Regions from separate parts of the Mus musculus genome. Here regions 1 and 2 are each linked to region 3. The links are chromatin contacts, called in public ChIA-PET maps. All regions are on one chromosome and are shown on one strand. The core of a region is the stretch at or near the end of the contact, and the rest is flanking DNA. Distances in the headings are between cores, read along the strand shown.

The links. ChIA-PET counts read pairs in DNA pulled down with a chosen protein or histone mark.
Region 1: a contact with region 3 is called in an RNA polymerase II ChIA-PET map of memory CD8 T cells, with 62 read pairs. The contact joins the promoter of Emp1 here to the enhancer-like site in region 3. A contact is called at or near these places in 7 of 39 promoter capture datasets (the C10 cell line, cranial neural crest, frontonasal cranial neural crest and 4 more), 2 of 15 datasets of contacts at CTCF or cohesin (large pre-B cells and pro-B cells), 3 of 484 Hi-C or Micro-C datasets (bone marrow-derived macrophages and embryonic stem cells), 16 of 115 datasets of contacts at active chromatin or transcription factors (the 230-238 cell line, CD8 T cells, embryonic hindbrain and 8 more) and 3 of 9 other capture datasets (adipose tissue, liver and pancreatic islet).
Region 2: an RNA polymerase II ChIA-PET map of memory CD8 T cells shows a contact between it and region 3, with 9 read pairs. The contact joins two enhancer-like sites. A contact is called at or near these places in 2 of 39 promoter capture datasets (second pharyngeal arch cranial neural crest and trophoblast stem cells), 1 of 484 Hi-C or Micro-C datasets (bone marrow-derived macrophages) and 1 of 115 datasets of contacts at active chromatin or transcription factors (memory CD8 T cells).

The regions. Positions count from the first base shown.
Region 1 is chr6:135,361,642-135,365,622 of GRCm38.p6, reverse strand. Emp1 (epithelial membrane protein 1) reads right to left here and starts at 2,692. Exons shown (of 5, transcript NM_010128.4): 1 at 2,521-2,692.
Region 2 is chr6:135,417,328-135,420,833 of GRCm38.p6, reverse strand. No RefSeq gene overlaps it. Among named protein-coding and RNA genes, the nearest start is that of Emp1, 56 kb to the right of the region's middle. Within about 2 kb of position 2,098, at least 45 of the 459 cell types and tissues checked have an H3K27ac peak or open chromatin away from gene starts, as enhancers often do. A contact at or near this core is called in memory CD8 T cells, where this site is marked.
Region 3 is chr6:135,217,141-135,220,710 of GRCm38.p6, reverse strand. Fam234b (family with sequence similarity 234, member B) reads right to left here. Exons shown (of 13, transcript NM_028982.4): 5 at 1,902-2,032. Among named protein-coding and RNA genes, the nearest start is that of Gm36533, 21 kb to the right of the region's middle. Within about 2 kb of position 2,175, at least 65 of the 459 cell types and tissues checked have an H3K27ac peak or open chromatin away from gene starts, as enhancers often do. A contact at or near this core is called in the 230-238 cell line, CD8 T cells, bone marrow-derived macrophages and 2 more, where this site is marked.

The sequences.
Region 1 (3,981 bases), core at 1,443-3,942, 140 kb before region 3:
CTCTCTCTCTCTCTCGTCGTTGGTTTGTTCTTGAGACCAAGTTTCACTGGTTGGCCTCAGGCTAGCCTTGAACCTTTAGCAATCTCCTGCCTCAGCTCCCTAAATCCTGGGATTACAGGTATGAACTACCATGTCCAACATCTAAATTTAAGATTCTATAAAAAGCAATGAAGAAGAATAAGGAAGGAACCCTTGGCCACATCCCAGGTGGAGACCCCTTCAGGTTGTGTGGAGGCTACAGAAAATCCATTTTTCCATAACAGAAATGGGCTTGGCTTTCCTGCTCTTTGGTCCCAAAGCTGTCTAGAACCAGGCAAGAGGCCCTGTATTCCCAACAGCTTCCACAGACTCTTTCCTCCGGGCTGGAGACCGGCCTAATCTTGTTTCCAGAGGAAAGCAAAGACTGCTGAGAAAGCCAGCCAACCTTTCTCAAGGTCTGGGGACAGACATCTGTCCTCTGGCAAAGGGCTGCCCTTACTACTGGCCCGTAGCCACAGTCTCAGGACATGATCGTCTCCAGCTGGACCTTGCTGATCTTCTGCCAACTCCCAGGACAGTTTAGAACCCTGGAACAATGTAAAATCTGGGGGCTCTCTGGCAAGGATGCCAAACCGGATGTCCAGCAGCCCTGGACAGTGTTCTGCCTCCACCCCATTCTGCAGTCTCTGGATGAAACTGGAGCGGCCTAAGGATGGGAGGCTATGATTTGGGAGGGGGTGGTAATGGCCTCTTTTTCCAGGACAACCAAAGACTTAGAGCTGAAGACGCCCAGAAAGGTTCACACACAGCCCAGGGGCTCTCCCACTACTTGGAGGCAAAAAGTCAGAGCATCATTTTTTTTAAAATTGTCTTCCAACTCCATAGGGAATGGGGGCAGGGAGGGGGTAGCACACAAAGCATTATATTCTCATTTATCAAGGGACAGTGGAGTTTGAGACAGCTCCATGGCTCATGGAGTTGGTGGCAGTTTACCCCTCCCTCTAGTGTTCCCTTTTTGCTGACTTGTTTAAGGTTGCCTAGTTTCAACCAGATCAGAATGACACACAATCACACATGTGATCTTCACAGGAAACTGTGGCTGTGGACCTAACGAAGACGGCTTCCCCAGTTCACAGTCATGCAATCTGGAAGTGATAAACATTGGAAGCAAACTCAGTCTTGAGAAATGGGTCCCAGGGCTTACTCATCACCCCCTCCTTGGGGAAAGGCTTTGCAGAGATTTCTGAAGGATCAATGGATACACACCCACCAATTACTTTTAAATTTTCTCTTCCAACCAGCGAGCTGCATTTCTAAAGAGAAAGGCGCCTCGCTCTTCATCAGGCAAGCTGAATCCTGTCACTCTCCTCTGGCTTGTTTACGAGAGGAGAAAAAAAAAACCCACATCTGTGTTGAAATGAACCACACCTCCACAGACATTCGACCAAAATGCTAAGCTAATAAAAACAAAAGCAAACACAGCCGAGTGCCTTTGTTCTTTTTGCACTTAGCACGTGGGTTTGTAGTTATATAATATTTTACACAAAAGAAATAAGGTAAATATTCCCATATGACCACTGCCACACTAGAAAATTCCATGTCCACTTAGAAAAAAAAATCCTTTAATAGATTCTGAAAGATCTTTTTTTTTTTCCTAAGTTGGCTCCAGAATGCAGAAGCCTGGGTGGAAGCACAGAGCCATTCAGCAACCTTACAGGAATCCCCGAAGGCCCCCAGCCCCACCCTCTCCCCTCTGCCTCCTTCCTCCACCTCCACATCTGGCTAAGGATTCTGGAACCCACACATTCCACCAAATCAACCCCTCCCAAGGTTTATTTGAAACACCCTTTGCCTCTGTTTCCCTAACGGTTTTTCTTTAAACAAACCAATCCCCTCTTCCCTTCCTGTGAGAAGGGGGTGGAGGAAAACAAGAGAAAGAACGAAATACTTAAACAGACATCAACAGACAAGAGGGGGACAGACAGTAAATGCAATCGCAAAAATTAACTGAAACTCAGATATTTATCCACCGTCACCTAAAAGCGTAAAAGAGAAACAACAATAACCAACCCACAAAGCAGAACAAACTTTCTCCCCAGAGACTGCCTTTAACCTGCCTTCGCAGAGAGAAAAGAAAAGCCGGAGCGTTTTGGTAACATAGCATCCTTCTAGATTTCAGCTCAAAGTAATCTGAATGAAAACAGAAGATTTGGAAACATCTTCCAACCCTGCTAATTCATTTCGAAGGCACATAGAGTTCCTTCCATAAAGAATATTGCACTCAAGTTTGTTCCAAAGTCCCTTCTCGTTCCGTCCGTCTCCTCGGAGCAAGGATCCACATACCAGCAAGAGAATGTGGCCCCCACTGATATCCCAGATTCCTCCACTACTACGTTAAGCTAGAAGTCTCAAGGACTCCGTTCTTTGTGAGCCATAGAGGGATAGCAGAGGCAAGAAGAGAGGGGAGGGCTTCAAGGAGCCTAAGAGAGGAAAGAAAGGAGCGGGCTCTGCAGAGTTTCTCCAGTGTGGGGACAATCTTACCTGGAGTATCCAGTGAGAGAGGCAGATGCCCTGGGTGGTAGAGCAGGCTGCTGGTCTGGTCCTCTCTTCAGGAGATTTGCAACCACAGTGAGGGGAGGGACCTGACTCCCGAGGTTATAAGTTTCCTGGGCTGATGTGCTGGGGTGTGTGATGGGCGGTTTCTTTTCCCCGTGTTTTAAAGGAGTTTCTATGAATCAGTCTGGATTTAAAAAAAAAAAAACTTGGTGAGCTACGCCCTGCTAAGTTGGCAGCCGGTCAGATGTGGCTGGGAGTGAGCCATCAATTCAAAGAACCCTGTTGTAGCTCCCTCTGACTCAGACACACAGACCACAGTGGAAAAAGGAGTGACATTGCTTCAAATGAGTAAGAGGAGTCACACAAATAGATCTGTTTACCGAAGCCCAGTTCTACTACCCAGAAGGAGCCTCGGTTGTCAAGGACGTAGGGCAAAACACAGGTTAGGGTCAGGAGGAGGGGAGAGCTGGTAGATGCAGTTCCACGTTAATTAAAGTCCCGGCTAATCATCAAACAGGATTCCCCCGTTCTTCCTCCCCCACTGCACATAGCAGCAGCTGCTCATCACCAGGAATTATCAGACTCATTTCTCGTTGGCTTCCCTGCCTGACCCTTGTGCCCCTGACCTGTAGGCGGCAGTGGGATGAGACCCATGGAGTAGAAAGGCACCCAGCAAGCTCCAAATGTTGAGGCACTGATTGACAGCACATAATCCTGGGCCTTTAGTTAAACTCTCACCCCTATGGATTGTAGGCATTGCAGGAGGAAGTCTTCGAATTAAGGACTTTGCACTCTGATCTTCATGTGATAATCATTGGACCTTGCTCCACAGTTGGCTTTTGTGAAGACAGCCAGGGACCCAATCACAGCTTCTTCCCTGAACCACTCACTCCCCACTTAGTCTCAGAGTTGGGGGGGGGGTGCTACAGAGTTGTCCAATCCCGCAGCCCTGGTCACCTCCCTAAAGAGGTTCAGGTCCTCACTGCCTACATTTAACCCCAGCTCTCCTTAGCTGCAATGTGACTTTGGGCAAGCGCCCTCTCTTTCTGCCTTCTTGTATATAATGGGGATGGTAGGCACCTAGCTCACACAGATGGCAAGAATTACATGTATCAAACAGGTTTGGTGGGTCGTGCCTGCGATCTCAACATTTGAAAAGCTGAGGCAGGAGGATTGCTCTTAGTCCAGGGTCATCTTGGGCTACATGGTGAGTTCCAAGTCAGCGTGGGCTACTGAGTGAGACACTATTGAGAGAGAGAGAGAGAGAGAGAGAGAGAGAGAGAGAGAGAGAGAGAGAGAGAGTTGGTAGGTAGTTGAAGGGATAGCATAAGTTCAAGGAGAACTAGAAGCTATCCTGGGGTACATAAGTGATAGATGGATAGATAATAGAGATAGATAGATAGATAGGTAGATAGATAGATAGATAGATAGATAGATAGATAGATT
Region 2 (3,506 bases), core at 849-3,348, 200 kb before region 3:
TCAGCCCATTGGTCATTTGCTCTGCCCCCCAACCTTCTTGGTCTCTCAGTATCTCGTAAATGCAGAATAGCCCTTCTTTTCCTGTGGCACCTGTCACCTATGATAAACTCCTTCCATCAGGAAAGATGGGGAGTGGACAAGCATCGTGGGTCTTGCCTGTATCCTCAGCCCTAGGAAGGATAAGGCAAGAGGGTCAAGAATTCAAAGCCAGCCTGTGCTACAGAGTGAATTCTTTATTGGATATAGCAAGACCTTGTCCAATAAAGAAGGAAGGGGAGGGGAGGGGAGGGGAGGGGAGGGGAGGAGAGGGGAGGGAAGAAACATGACAATGTGTACCTATAATCCCACCATATGAGAGATGGAGCCAGGTGAGTAGAGAGTTCAAGGCTAGCCCCAGCTATACAGTAAGTTTCTGACTCAGAAAAGGAGGGGGAGAGGTTCTTGCCTCCCTCTCTTCAGCTGCACTGCCATTCCCCCAGAAAGGCTCTATAGTAACCCAAACCCTCTCTTCTTATCAAGACTTCCAGATTATACAGCCTGACCTCACTCTCAGACACAAGGACCTCCCAGGAACCCCCATTCTCACATCAGCATAACCTTAACTTAGTGTCGACAGGGCAGAGCAGGCCTATTATCCCAGCTATCCCAGAGATGGGGCAGGAGAATTACAAGTTCAAGGCCAGCCTGAGGAACTCAGTGAGACCATCTCTAAATAAAAGATATTTTTGAAAGGCTGATGTGTATCTCACTCTCCTGGCATGCAAAGGCCCTGGGCACAGGGCTGTTCTCTGAACTCTTTCCCCTGTCACAGTGCCTGGGTCAGTTCACTTCAATTTTGTACCTACTTTGTGTTCCCCAGTGAGGCCTTTGTGTTTTCCCAAGAGAAGTTTCCCAGGTCCCTTAGGGCATATAGCCTTGGTGGCGTGCCCATAAGTCTCTGCAGTGCGATGACATCTGCAGCTGCTATGTCACAGTATATGTTCCATCCTATCCGCTGTCCCCTGCAGCAGCCACAGGGAGCTCAGCACAGCACTGGTTCTGGGCATCTTAGGATCGTGGTGCTGAGTGGGTCCTTCCAGGCCCTCTGCTTCCCTCCCTCTCCCTGCTGCTCTCACATCTGGGTCGGTTCACTGTCTGTTAACACTTTAGATGAAGGACCGGGAAGAATAAGTGTGAAAACCCAGTTAGTCAGTGTTGTCGTTTTCTGGAAGCTGTGGTGGAAGACAGATTGCATAGGAAGAAAAAGCTATTAGCCATTGAAACCTACAGATTTCAATTAACCTTTCTTGTCAGAGATAATTGAGAATTGACCAAAAAATACAAAAGTTATTTTCTTTGCAACCTTTTTTTTCTTTTTTTTTATAATTTTTATTTTTAATATTTAATTTTAATATTTAGAATTTATTTTTAATTTGTTGTTTTGGTTTGAGTGGGGGGGGTTTTTTTTGAGACAATTTCTTTCTCTTCTATAGCTCTGACTGTCCTGAAACTTGCTTTGTAGACTGAAATTCGGAATCTACCTGTCTCTGCCTCCCTAGTGCTAGGATTAAAGGCACGTGTTACCACACCCAGTTTCTGACACCATCTTCAAGCTGCATTGACCAAAACCCACAGACATAGGCATGATATCAGAGATACATGGCTGGCATATGAACCCATAGACTTAACTCAACCCTAAAGCCCCCAGAGTCATAAGGAAGTGAAGACCACCTCCCCCTCCATCCTATGCTCTGCTGAGCCTCACCTATTCCAGTTTTGAAATCTTAGAAGTTCATCCAACTTGGCAGGCATCATGGTCCTGTTCCTCAGCTGAGCTCTGATGCCCCTGCCCAGACTCCACCCTTCTCTGCTGTGGCTCCTCTCTTTCCTCTAGACTGTGAAATACTTAACATCTCCCCCAAGCCCATGCCTTCCAGATATGGCTCAAGTCCAAAAGTATATCAAAGGCTTAAGACAATGACACTCGTTCTGAATGGCCCAGTACCCTCCACCAGAACCTTGCTTTGCCCTCCAAGCAAGTCCGACTACTCTTGAAGAGTCAGGCACCAAGGGCAGCAGCTGTGTGCCCATCTGAGATCAAGTTCTGAAACTTCTGAGCTTTGCCTGTGTGATGAGTCACCTCAGTTTCCTCTCCTGAACAGTGAGCCTTCACGTGGATCTACTTCCTGTGTTTACTTTGAAACCTAAAAGAGATGGCATATTAGTTAGCTTCCTATCACTGTGATAAGACACCTGGACTGAGGCAACGGGAGAGAAGGACAGGTTTGGTTCTAAAGGGATAAGACCGTGACCATTGCAATGGGGAAGGACAGCAGCAGACTGGATGGCAACTGGAGACGTATCCTGGGAGTTCACCCCTTAAACTGCGAGCAGGAAGCAGAGATAACAAACCGGAAGTTTGTGCCAGTCTTTTCAACTCTCAAAGAAAGTCTTCAGTGGCATACTTCCTCCATCAAAACCACATCTCCTAGGCCACCCCAAACAGCACCACCAACGGGGGCCCAAATATTCAAATACCTGAGACCACCACAGGTGAATGCCAAGAGCCAGGTAGAAAATAAGTATCAGGAGAGAGATGACCCCAGCCATTGTTACCAGTGTCCCCAAAGACGTTATCGTGGCGCTAGACGCCATGTCAGCTGCCACCTGGGACCCACTGTAGAGGGACTCTGGGGTTCCACTCTACCAGAAGAACCCCAAGACTGCGGGTTGCACCATGGTGTTTTCTAGGGTTCTCAGTAGAGAAGCATTTCAGTGTTTGTGTAGATTCCTGTCTCTCCCCTGCAAGATTGTAGTCTAGTGTTCATGGGGCTTAAAAGCCACTTCCAAACCATTGGCACAATTAGCAGTTAGGGATGCGGGAGCAACTGTGACTGGTCCAGTTGATAGCAACTCACTCCCTCAGGATGAGTTCTTCCCAGGAGGGTCCTCCATTCTCCTGCAAACAGGCTGCTAGGAGATCCGGCTCATCAAGCTTGTTGACAATTCCAAACATGTCTCCATATACTTAAACTTAATTACAATTAGCATGGAAATTAGTGCCCCCTTTAAAATTAACAATTCATACTTCTAGGACCATTAGAACACCGACCCATGGTCCTGCACAATCCTCCCTGCCACACCTCTCTCTCTCCTCCTCTCTGACACTGAATTTCTGCTGGGTTTTGCAGACAGCGCCATCTTCTGGACAAGAACTCAGCTGCACCGTCCCCTAGTGGATGGGACACAGGGCAGCAGCTTCCTCTTCGAGGCCACAGGTCTTTTGCCAAATACTTCTGCTTCTGCTCTACAATGGCTAATAATTCCTAAAAGAAGAAGACTGGGGAGTTTGGTGGAGGGTCTGTGAGAAGTGTAAGAGAAGAAAAGAGCCAAGCGTAAATAAAATCCATAAGGGGGTCGGGGTGAGGGGGCGATGCACGTGCACCGCATGTCGTCGGTGGTGTTTCTCAGAATCCACTCTCCTTGCACATTGAGGCAGGGTCTCTCACTGAGACCTGGAGCTCGCT
Region 3 (3,570 bases), core at 926-3,425:
ACCCTGCTGCATATAGCTTAAATTTAAATTGCAAGCCAGTCATGGTGGCACATGCCTTTAAATCCTAGTATTTGGGGAGACAGAGGCAGGCAAATGTAGGTGAGTTTAAGGCTAGGTAGGGCTACATAGTGAAATCCTGTCTCAAAAAAACCAACAAAACTTTTAACTGAGGTAACTGCTCATTAATGTGATCTCTCCTGAGACTAGGGAGAAGAGGGCCTTTTATCCCATCAGGTACAGAGCAGCTGCTCCAGTGTCTGAGCCATGGCTTTAGGAGGCCACTGTACTGGAATCAGAGCTTATCTTTCTTCAGGGGGAAGGGAGGAAATTAAGACACTGCATCACTGGGGCATACTAGACAGACTAGAACTTATTAAGCAGTCCAGGATGTCCTCGAACTTGCAGCAATCCTCCTGCCTCAGCTTTCAAGTGCTGGAATTATAGATATGAGCTACCACATCCATGCTGAAAGTTGTCCTCTTCTGGCACCTCCCTTTGGTCATTGACGAATCAGAAAGGATTTTAGTCTGATTAGTTTGTGTAGAGGGAGGTCCTGATGTTAAAATCCCATTCCCCAATTGGTTCTTGACTTGTCAATAAAGAAGGCTGGGGGCGGCCAATCGCTGGACAGAAGGTACAGGTAGGACTTCCAGGTCCCAGAAGGAAAAGGAGACTCAAGGAAGGAGATTGCTGGTTCTGCCATGCTTTGGAGGAAGAAGGACACAGCAACCATGTGAGGCTTGGGGGCTGCGGCCTCTGCTACGGGCAGATTGCCAAAGATGTTTGGCAGGGGTTTAGGTGGAACAAGCTAGAAAAACAGAAATATTAAATTGGTAAGGGCACGCTTTTCCAGGCAGGAGTTATCTGCACCCAGCAATTGTGCCTAGTAGGCAAGTTAAAAAGTAACAGTTTGTGTCTTTAATCCTCAGATTCAAGGGTCTCAGAGTGGGCTGGTAGCATGGCCCCTCCCAGAGCAAAGGCAGGTAGAAAGAGATGCCGGGTTAGGGCTGGTGGCAGCCGATCCCAGAGCTAAGCCGGGTAAAACAAAAGGAAACCAGGGAGGGGCCAGAGCTCGGTCCAATCCGGGAAAAGGTGGTAGCGATTTTTAAAACTACACACCACAAGTTTAGACAGGTCCCAAAGTGCAACAACCCAGGCTCACCTGGAATTTTCAAACCTCTGAATGCTGCGATTACAAGGGGGAAGCACTTGCTTGTGTTGTTGTTGTTGTTGTTGTTGTTGTTGTTGTTGTTGTTGGGTTTCACCACACATGTGTCAATCTCAAGCTCACTATGCTATCACCGACGGCCTTGAGTATCTGATCCTTCTGCCTGTCTCCTAAGTACAGGAGTATTACCACCACACCTGATTTATGCAGTTCAGGGGACCCAACAAGGGCTTCATGCATGCTAAACCATCACGCTACCAACTAAGATATATCCAAAGCTTACCTCTTATGAGCCTTCTCCATCCATCCTGTTGTTTTACAATTGAAGTAAATTTTAAATAGATACAATATGGTAAAGCTAACATTCTGTTTACAGAGTAAAAACTACACAGTTTTCTAGGGACTTAATTTGTTAGCTCTCATTTTCATAAGCGGCCTACAGGGAAAGATAAAACTTTCTCATTTAGACATGTGAAGAGATCAGAGCATGGATAGGGTACAGTTTGCCCCGGGCCACAAAGCTACAGAGTAGCACAGAAGGAATTTACACACGAGCCATCTGCCTCCAGAGCCCTGCTAAAGCACAGTACTCAGAACCACAGAGCATCACAGGAAATGAGCTTGGAATAGTCTTGGGTCACTTAAGCTCACCAGGAGAATCTATTTCGGCCTAAGCCATTGCAACAACAAGGTCCTACGCAGCACTTACAGTAACCATCACCAGAGACCGTACCTGCAGTTCTCCAATGGCCAGCACCACCAGATCTCTGACACCATCTTCATCAAGGTCTGGCAGCACCACAACCGGGGCTGCCAAGGTACCGTTGGACAGATGGTTTGGGTTCAGAGTCCAGAGGACTTTCCCTAGGGAAGGAGACAGAGGTAGATCATCACTTCTGCTTTCTGTCTCAGCAAAAGGTAGATGCAGCATTCCTGAGCCAGAAGAGAAAACTCAGCAGCTGAACGAACACGAGACAGCTCCCCACATCCTGCCATTACTTCTGTCTGACGACGAGGAGAGCAGGAAGTGGGATTATGAAAACCTCAAGCGTCTGGCTACCCATGCATGCAAAGGCCTCACATCTGGATTTCAGTTTATTTAGCTATTGTTTTATGTGTGTGACCGCTTTGCCTGCATGTATGCCTGTACACTGTGTGTCCGCTGATGCCCTGGAAAGTCAGAAGAGAGCATCAGAACCCCTGCAACTGGCATTACAGCTGGTTGTAACTGCCCTGTGTTGCTGGGACCTGAAGCCAGGTCCTCTGTAAGAGTGGCCAGTGCTCTGAACCATTGAGTGATCTCTTGAGTCCCACACATCTGGATTTTGTATATCAAATAGAGATGGCTATGTCCTCCTGGCAAGTAGGAGCTCACTCTACTAGGGCTGCGGAATGTGTCTGTCACAGGGCATTGCAGGCACTAAGGAGCCCACACCAGAGAAACCACAGAAGGCTTTCAAGGACTTCAGTCCTGAGCTAGGACAGTAAGTGCACTCTGAAGATTTGTTTTAAATACAGGTGCTCATATGTCTCAGGCTGGCCTTGAACTTAGATGTAGCCAAGGATGATCCTGAACTTCAGATCCTGGTTCTACCTCTTAAATGAGTGCTGGCATTATAGGCCTGCACCACTATGCCCAGTTTATGTGGTGCTGGGAATCAAACTGGGTGCTTGGTGCATGCTAAGGATTCTCTCTGCAAAATGGTGTGTGTGTGTGTGTGTGTAATTTTTCCCCACCCAGAGGTACTCCACTAGACAAGCATAGTACTCAACACCTATAACTCCAGCACTTGGGAGGCTGAGGCAGGAAGATCTTATGAATTCAAGGTCTGGGGTACAGTGTAAAAACCATGTCTCAAAAGGGAGTGAGCAAAAATAAAGCACCCCATTTTGGTACCTCTGAATTGGGAAGGATGTTACTATTCAACTTCTCGAGATTATAGCCCATAGAAATATTATATCATATTATATTATATTATGTCATGTTATATTAAGTTATGTTATATTACATGGAGATATCTTTTTCATACTAGACTCATTTTCATCACTGCCAGCCTGTGGATCTAAAACAGAAAAGAAGCTAAAAGGCCATATCAGCACAAGACTGGGAGTTCTTTTCAGTAGCATCCAACCAGGGCCCAGGTTCACATACAGACCAGCACAATTCAAAGGCAAGGAGGTGACATGCTCTTGCCTGTTGTACAAAGACCAGTACAGAGAGACTCTACAACCCAGGTCCCCGGGGTAGCATCTGTTTGGGTAAGAGTTTATTTAGCCCTGTCTTATCACCAAACAGGTTGCAACAAGAATCTGCTTACTCGGTCCTCCCAAGCCCTTTATCTCTTACCCTTAATAACCAAGCACCTTCTGAACCAGGAGAGCAAAGCAGTTTCCCCTGTCGG